Regions from separate parts of the Ovis aries genome. Here regions 2 and 3 are each linked to region 1. The links are chromatin contacts, called in public Hi-C maps. All regions are on one chromosome and are shown on one strand. Each heading gives the region's core, a stretch centred on a gene start, on an enhancer-like site or on the middle of the called end of the contact. The rest is flanking DNA. Distances are from core to core; before and after follow the strand shown.

Evidence for each region. A called contact is a pair of places that touch in the nucleus more often than the background predicts.
Region 2: a contact with region 1 is called in a Hi-C map of muscle, with 3 times the contacts expected there. The contact joins two enhancer-like sites. A contact is called at or near these places in 4 of 16 Hi-C or Micro-C datasets (liver, muscle and tail adipose tissue).
Region 3: a Hi-C map of tail adipose tissue shows a contact between it and region 1, with 6 times the contacts expected there. The contact joins the promoter of THRB here to the enhancer-like site in region 1. A contact is called at or near these places in 3 of 16 Hi-C or Micro-C datasets (hypothalamus, omental adipose tissue and tail adipose tissue).

What each region holds. Positions count from the first base shown.
Region 1 is chr26:40,789,135-40,792,011 of ARS-UI_Ramb_v3.0, forward strand. No RefSeq gene overlaps it. Among named protein-coding and RNA genes, the nearest start is that of TRNAS-GGA, 300 kb to the right of the region's middle. Within about 2 kb of position 1,482, at least 26 of the 54 cell types and tissues checked have an H3K27ac peak or open chromatin away from gene starts, as enhancers often do. A contact at or near this core is called in liver, muscle and tail adipose tissue, where this site is marked.
Region 2 is chr26:41,284,592-41,287,468 of ARS-UI_Ramb_v3.0, forward strand. No RefSeq gene overlaps it. Among named protein-coding and RNA genes, the nearest start is that of NR1D2, 54 kb to the right of the region's middle. Within about 2 kb of position 1,365, at least 7 of the 54 cell types and tissues checked have an H3K27ac peak or open chromatin away from gene starts, as enhancers often do. A contact at or near this core is called in liver, muscle and tail adipose tissue, where this site is marked.
Region 3 is chr26:41,142,354-41,145,230 of ARS-UI_Ramb_v3.0, forward strand. THRB (thyroid hormone receptor beta) reads left to right here and starts at 1,350. Exons shown (of 7, transcript NM_001190391.1): 1 at 1,350-1,607. The coding sequence starts at 1,350.

The DNA of each region.
Region 1 (2,877 bases), core at 232-2,731:
GTAAAATTAGAAAAACAAACACCACGTCCAGTTGGTAACCCTTCCTCACTGTGATGCAGCCTGGAAGACCCAGTGGGCTGACTTCCGATGGAATCACGCTGTCTCAATAACACTGCACAACATTGCCCTGGCCTGGGGCCTTCCCTGGAGGCCCAGTGGTGAAGACTCTGAGCTCCCAAAGCAGGGCACAGGGGATGATTGTTCCGGAAACTAAGATCCCACATACTAGTGTGGCCAAAAAAATTACCCTCACTTATTGTTATATAACATTGCTTCATTAATTGCTTGAATAATACCACATTGTTTATTTAGCTTTCATTTACTCTTTATTTCAGAAGTTTCCAGGCCAAATGAGATCAGAAAAACAAAGTCAGGGACCAAAGGGAAGCGACAGCTTTTATTCTATTCCGTTCTCTGTATGACGTTTCCTACTTAAGAAGGAAGTGAGCTCCCAGCTGAAGAGGATGCAAACTATAGGATAGATAAACATAAGATCCTGTGTAGAGAACTATATTCAATATCTTATGATAAACCATAATAGCAAAGAGTATAAAAAGTGTTTATATGTGTTAAACTGAATCACTTTGCTGTACAGCAAAAATTAAATAAAATATTTTACATCAACTATACTTCAATAAAATTTAAAAAAAAAAATGTCCCAGCGGATTAGAACCTAGCACCCACCTCCTGCCCATTCAAAGCAGTTCCAGGGGCTCCAGGGCCCCGAGAAGGCCAGCTGTCAACCGTGCTGGCCTCTCAGGGCACGCTTTTCCCTCAGTGGCCAGCTTCTCGCCCACGGTTAGCCACCAGAGGGCCGCCTGTTTGGTTCAAATGGTGCAGACGCCACAGCTTTCCTCCAAACCAACCAAAACATCCTGGGCTGCTTTGGAGCAAAGCCCAGGAACTTCCCTGCAAAAGGAGAACAATCCCTGAAAGTCCTAGGGTGCCGCCTTGTTCGGCATGAAGAAAAAAAAAAAAGCCCAGATTTCTTGCCAAGGACCCAGGGGCAAAGCGGGTCCGTGGAGTCTGAAGGGAGAGGTCCCTCCGTCTCGCCAGGGAATCCTGGGGTCTGCAACGCTGCGCCAGGAGCAGGGCAGTTTCTGAATTCTTGACAGTTGTGTCAAGAGGCTTCTCGTCCCTTTCCCCAGAACGCTCACAAGAATTGGGACTAAAACACACACGTCACTGGCTGGAGATCTAGAAAACTCTCCAATAAATCATCGTTCAGACAGTTGAGGCTTAAAAAAAAGTCAAAGCTCTGTCAAAACAGTTGGTTATGTTAATACATGTGTACACTGAATAATGAAGTCGGAATTATTTTAATATTATCTGTAAGAAAATCATTATACCCTGTCGTTCAAATAGCTTTCTGGCAACCCGAGCTTCTGACCGATGGCATTTTCGTTTTCTGGGTACTGAGAATTTTCACAAGCACATTTCTAGCCCAGCTCCGCAGAAGCCTGCCTCCTCTTCTGCCAGCCTGGACCCTCGGCCTTCAGGACTAGGGTGGGGGGTGGATTTTGTAAGTGCATATCTGACTCGGGCAGGACTTTTCAAGAGTATAAATTATTTTTGTCTTCCGGGTTTTATTTGGACGTGTCCCGGGCAAAGACAAACGAGCCAGGCGGTCTTTCTGGAACCCGTGCGGGGTCTGCACCCCGCGCCGGGCTCCCAGGATGTGCGGGGTGCTGCGGAGGGGTGCCTCCCTCAAGGGCAAGCCAGGTATTTTCCCAAACTTCCAGCCCTGGGGTTGGCGATGGGGGGGACCGCCAGACGCCCGGCGGGAGCGAGGCCCCAGGAGGAGCCAGAGCGCCGCGTCGGCCCCGACACGCGCCACAAGTGGTTTGGAGGAGGGAGGGAGGAGCGCGGCGGCCGGGGCCCGGCGCAGCCGGGGCTTCTGGAAGTCACCCCTCCCGGCCCGTGTCCCCGGCCCCCGTCCCTTCCTCTCTGCCGACTACAGGAATGACGCCCGAGCCCGAACCTCCCTGCGCACGCAGCCGGGTGGGTGGACGCGCGGCCACCAAAACGGCCGCGACATCGCCGCCGGGGGGAGGACTCCGGGGCGGAGGGCACGGCCGGGACGGGGCCCGGGGCGCCCGCACCTGGGGCGGCAGGTGCGCGGGCGGGGAGCCGCGCGGGGCGCGCCGGGCGCGCGGGGCCGGGGGGCGCGGGCCGGGCGCGGCGGGCGCGTCGAGGGCGGGGGCGTCGGGGGCCGGCGGGCTCCCCGGGCGCGCGGCCGGGAGGCCATTTCCTCGCGGCGCCCCGGGAGGAGCCGGGCCGGCCTGCTGCGGGCCGCCGCCGCCGCCGCCGGGCGGGCCGGAGGGGAAACCAGGTCACCGGCTGGCAGGCGCGGCGCGGGCGCCGGGGCCGGAGCAGGGCAGCGGCCCGGAGCGGGCCGGGCGCGCGGGCCCGAGAGGCGGGGACTCGGCGGCCGGGCCGCGCTCGCCGCCCGCGCCTATAAAAGTGGAGCGGCCCCGGCGGGCGGCGCGGCCCCGGCCCGGCCGCCCCTCTGCGCCCGGGGAGTTGGCATTTCGCAGGACGCGCTCCCGGGACCCCGCCGCCGGGAGGAGGGGGCGGAGGAGGGTGGAGACTGCGGGGCTCGGCCAAGGCGGGCGCGCGTCCTCGGGCGGGCGGCCGTGACGCGGCGGGGATTAACTTTGCATGGATAAGGCGAGCGCGCCGGGGAAGCGGCCCTCCAGCTCCAGCGCTCGGGCAGCGCCCGCAGGCTGCCTCCCCCGGCGGGGGCGCCCCACCCGGCCGGCTCCAGCGCCCCGGTAATTCGGCGAGAGGGCGGCGCGGAGGCGGGGGTGCGGGGGCGACAGCGCCGCTGTCCGGAGGGCGGGCGGGCGGGGGTGCCGCGGGAACCCCTCGGGGTGC
Region 2 (2,877 bases), core at 115-2,614, 500 kb after region 1:
CTTCCATTTAAAACAAGCCCAGGGACTTCCCTGGTGATCCAGCAGTTAAGGATCTGCCTGCCGGAGCAAGGGACAGGGATTCGATCCCTGATCTGGGAAGAGCCCACGTGCCGCAGAGCAGCTAAGCCCGCACTCTGGAGCCCATGCTCCAACAGCAGGTGTTGCCACAGGGAGAAGCCTGCGCACCGCAGCCAGAGAGCAGCCCACCCGCGCAGCAACCAAGACACAGTGCGACCAGAAATCAGTTAACTACCTTTAGAGATTTAGAAGTGAATAAATAAAACAACCCCATCCTCCAGTCAACGGCTGCACTAGCATACACTTGCATTCATGTGGTTCCTCCAAGTGCAATTTCAAGTTAATTAAAGACACTGTGCTGCACTTGAATTTCACACGTCTCGTCTTTCTCAATCGTTTAGTTTGCCTTCTCCAGACAAACTTTTACTCTTCGGTACGCATTTGCTGCCAGCCTGCAAAGAAGAGGAAAGCAAGCCATGTATCAGCTGACGAGAAGCCTCAAGGTGAGCACCTCATCTGTCGAAATCACACTTGGATTAACAAAGAGCCAACTGGCTGGAGTGGGCAAGTCAGCTGACTGCTCTTCTGTGCTCCACTTTCAGAGGGCATCCTGGGGACTGTCTCACACGCACACACGCACACACGTGAAGAACTGATACCAGAGACAGGACTGTAAAAGACCAGATTCCAGACACACGCGAGTGCCGCGTGTACACACCTCCCGCTCCCCAGCTCACACTGCTCAGCCCCCCTTTCATTTCAGACCTCCATGGGCTTCTCCCCACTTCACACAGTGCCTGGCCTCAAGCAAGCCCTGGGGCTCCAGCATTCCAGACCCCAGAGGCTTCATCAAGCCCCCACATGGGGGCTCTTATTACCCCCCAGGCAAGTGTTAACCAATGAGGGGAACTGCATAGACTCTCTCCCAGTCACTCCTCAGATCCTTCTGAGAGGCATTTGAAACACTACCCAGAATGTGGGTTCGATCCCTGGGTCAGGAAGATCCCCTGGAAAAGGAAATGGCAACCCATTCCAGTATTCTCACCTGTAAAATCCCATGGACAACAAGCCTGCCAGCCTACAGTCCATGGGGTCCCAAAGAGTTGGGCATGACTGAAGCGACTTAGCACGCACGCACCAGAATGTTCCAGGCAGGATGATGTCCCAGGTACTCTCGGTGCTGACGTTACTAATGCACCTTTTCCCTTCTTCCCATGCTCACCCAGGCCCCTCACCTCTGCTCCTTGGCTGCATCTTCCAAATAAACTACCTGTACCAACTCTTGGTCTCAGGCTAAGCTTTAGCAATGACACAAGCCAAAAGCTGGGAAGATCAAATGTCCCCATTTGGCTGCCACTGAGGGATTTCTCAATCCTCAGATTTCGCAAAGAGTCGGACACGACTGAGCTACTGAACTGAACTGAACCGAGGGATTTCTCAGATTATGAAACTTTTAGTGCTAAAACTGGGGAAACCCCTGGCAAATCAGGATGAACTCACACTAGTAAGACACTGAAAAGGAAGAGATACCAGAGAAAAAGCTGCAAAAAGGAACTGGTGAAGAAGGGACAGTGTCCTTCCATTGTCTATGCTATAAGCTTCACTACATCAAGAAATACCTACCAGGCTATAGTTGGCTCCCCTTAACTCCACTGTTTTTAAATAGTGTATGGATGCAGATGGTGGCCATTTTAAATAAGAGATAACACAAAATGTACAGTGGGAATAAAAAGGCACTAATCTAGAAGGAAATACTCCAGAAAGCAACCTCAAAAACCCAAACACAGCAACCGAAAAACTATGAAAATAGAATTCAGTAATTAAGCCAGTAAAATAAACAATATATAAAAAAACAAACATGTTCTTGGAACTAAAAGGAATGCTCCTACACTGCTGGTGGGAATGTAAATTGGCACCAACACAATGGATAACAGTAAGAAGGCTCCACAAAAAAACTAAAAATAGAGTCGCCACAATAACCCAGCAACCCCAGTTCCAGGCGCACACCCAGAGAAACCCGCAATGTGGAAAGATACACGCGCCCCTACATTCACTGCAGCACTGTTCACAAAAGCCAAGACACGGAAGAGCCCCGGATGTCCTCCCACAGACGAGTGGATACAGATGTGGCACACGTATGTGATGGACTAACTACGCAGTCATAAAAAAGAATGGAATAATGCCATTTGCAGCAATGTAGATGGACCTAGAGATTTTCATTCTAACTAAAGTAAGTCGGAAAAAGACAAATATCATGTGATATCACGTATATGTGGAATTTAAAAGATGACACAAATGAACTTATCTGCAAACCAGACTCACAGACACAGAGAACTGACTTGCGGTTGACAAGGTGGGGGTGGGGTGGGAAAGGGCAGAGTAGAGTAGCAGATACAAGCTATTAGACATGGAACAGATGAGCAACTGAGTCCTACTGGACAGCACGGGGAACTATATCCAATACCCTATAAAAAAACATACGGGAAAAGTGTCTGAAAAAGAATGTGTATATATCTATAACTGAGTCACTTTTCTATAGAGCAGAAATTAAGAAAACACTGTAAAAGAATTATAAACAAAAAAAATTTTTTAAGACACATTCTTATATACCAGCAATTAGAAATTATAATTTTAAAAAATTCCATTCACTGTAGCAAAGGAAATTTTTAAATATCTAAGAATATACTTTAAAAGAAATATATGACTTATGTGAATAAAACTATGAAAAATTACTTTAGAATTTAAAATGTAGCCTGAATAAAGAGAAATACATTCCATGCTCCTAAACGTGAATCATTTTTTAAAAATTTTTTTTATTTGTTTATTTGGCAGTGCCAGGTCTTAGTTGCCGCATGTAGG
Region 3 (2,877 bases), core at 100-2,599, 350 kb after region 1:
AAGACCAGGAATGGTAAACGCAGCTTCCAAAGGGGGCTGGGAGCAGATGACGCCTTTAGACAAACCACCCTAACCAACGTCTCTGAAGACATCTAGCAGCTTGACAGAGGGGGCTGGTGAAAACCGAAAGCAGGTTTAACTCTTGCATTCAACAGTTTAAAATTTACCTTAAACGTCTGAAAAGCAGCTTTCAATTCCCAGTACTGCGCATAGATCAGGGTGGGCCTTGTCCGATATGCTATCTACAGTCCTTGGGTCATTTCAGCATAAAAGAAAATTCACCTGTCAGTTAATCTTTCCATCACTGTCTCTAATCACTTAAAAGTAGAATTCTATTTGTGTTTTTTTCCTATTTTGACAGACAGAATTTCTGGAAGTATGGGTGACCAGATGGATTATGCTTTTTAACGTGAATGCGTCTACAAATCATCTATATTAGCTTACTCTTTTCACTCTCTTCCTTGCATCCGTGTTCAGAAAAGATGTTCAAGGAGGTAAAATTTGCCCCCAGGGAAAGCTGGTGTGAGAACGTTTTCATTATCTTATCCAGTTGTTTCCCACTCTCTAGAGGGCAGACCTTCAAGCCCCTTGAGATTGAGTAGAGGAAAGAGCATCACACACAGAAAGCGTTAACTGCCTGTATCTCAGCGCAAGAGAGCGGGGCTTTTCCTTCTGTCCTAAGAGCTCTTAATTTGCCCCGCAACTAAAGCGCAGTCTGCTGACCTCCTCTCATCTCATCTCGCCTGTTCGGGAGGACATGGAAACCACTGACACAGTGTCCCTTGGAAGACCCAGCCCCTTATGCCAGCCTGTTGGGAGTGGAAGGTGCCAAAGGAGCCCGAGTTGTCACGCTCATGTAGCCACGTGGCACGGCCCTCTCAGGGAACAGGGTGCCCCTCAGGTCAGCCGGTGATAACACCCAAGTCAAACAAGGCCGCATCCCGGACGTTGTACGTCCCGAGGATCTGAAAAGTGTCCACGGCCAGCCCTGACCCTCGAGACCTCACATGGTCATCTAAGCAGTATCATAAATTGGTGCCCACTTGCTCCCGAGCCATTGCCATCGGGAGCGGGGCTGGCGAGAGGGTGGCCCTCCCGTGGAGGAGCCGATGTCTTCCTAGGAGCTAAAATCGGGGGAAACGCGCTAACTCCTCCGCAGGCAGCGCAGCGCCGGGGGACTCGGAGCCCGAGGCCGCTCCCCGAGCGTCTTATCGCCGCCGTGGGGTGGAAGGGCCCGGGAGCGCGGCCAGCCCCCACGAGCCCGGGAAGCGCTTGCCTCCCGGACCTCTTCCTCTCGGCCCCGTCTTGACCATGCCAACAGCCCCGTCATGTCGTGTTTTTCAACCCTCCAGAAAATGGCCTTCCAGCCTGGGACAAGCCGAAGCCTTGTCCCGACGGCGAGCCGGAGTGGAAGCTCGTGGGAATGTCTGAAGCCTGCCTGCATCGGAAGAGCCACCCGGAGCGGCGCGGGCCCCTGAAACATGAGCAGTCGCCCCTCATCCAGGCCTCCTGGACGAGCTCCATATTCCATCTGGACCACGACGACGTGAGCGATCAGAGCGCGCCCAGCGCCCAGGCCTTCCAGACGGAGGAGAAGAAGTGCAAAGGTAACCAGCTGTGTGTGCGAGCCGGGTGGCCGCAAGGAAAAGGACTCTGGGTGACCGTGTGCGGGGTCCCCCTTGAGCCCAGGTATGCTGTCCGCGTGGCTGTCCGGCAGCTCTCTTCCGAGCGCCTTTGCCCCCAGACCTTCTGTGGAGCGTGAAAGCAGTGGGTTTCTGAGAGCAGTTGATTTCAGCTTCCTGTTGGGGCCACTTGGGGAAGAAGACATTTTTCTTTCTCTAATGAGCAGGAGGGTTGTTAGTTTTGGCTTCGGTCCTGTTTTTGAGGCTGAGTAGAAACAGACACTGCTAGCATTACGTAACTACTTGCTTTGAAGTGTGTGTGCGTGTGTGCGTGCGTGTGTGTGTGCATGACTTTTCCCAGTTGTGCCAGTAGCTAATAGGATCTCCAAATCTACCTTTAACCTAAATAGACAATGCATGTTCAAAAGAGAGGTTTGAAGTTGTTTTCTTTGACTCATTAAGTCCTGTGTCATCAACCTGAAAGGCGAGATTATGGTGTTAGGGGGTTGTCACCTCATAAAAAATGTCAAACGGGCCTAAGTTTCTGATTGCATCAGATTTAACTGGCCTTGACCTCGGGTCGCCTCCGCCCTGGCAGATGTCTTTTGTGTTGATCGCTTTATGGTCTTAGGGCTTCCCAAAATCTTTGCTTCTTAAATCAGTTAGTGTCTTTAAATGTCCAAGTTCATGTTGACCCTCCACCCTTTCTCAAGTTAACATTTTTTAAAAATAAAGTCCTTTTCCATTTTCTTTGAGGGCTTTGATTCATGATCAAGTTTTTATGGGAGTGTATGTTGATTTACAATATTGTGTTAGCGTGATAAACTTTCAAATGGTGTGTTTGAAAATCTGCCAACCACATATCAAAATATATTAATGAAAGTTTGTAAAGAGACCTATATATGAGCCATATAGGACCTTTGCAAACTGTTCTAAATTGAGCATAAGCATGTGATTCTGACATCCTTCTCAAAAAACTGCTGATTTTAACTTTTTTGAAAACTTGAAAAGCTGCTTGGAAGCACCAGTTGACCTGGGAAGCTGGGTGTGCAGATTGCGTCAAATGAAAACAGGATTATCTAAACAAATTATAAAATAATGGTATAAGCTCTCATTCGAATGCAGTCAAAACCATCCATGTTCTCTTGGGGAGGATCTGTGTTTGAACTGTCTAGGAGACTGAGAAATTGAAAGGGATATTTAGAAAAAGAGCAAAGTAAGTTTTTCCAAAGGAGTTGGGATATAGAACAGGGAT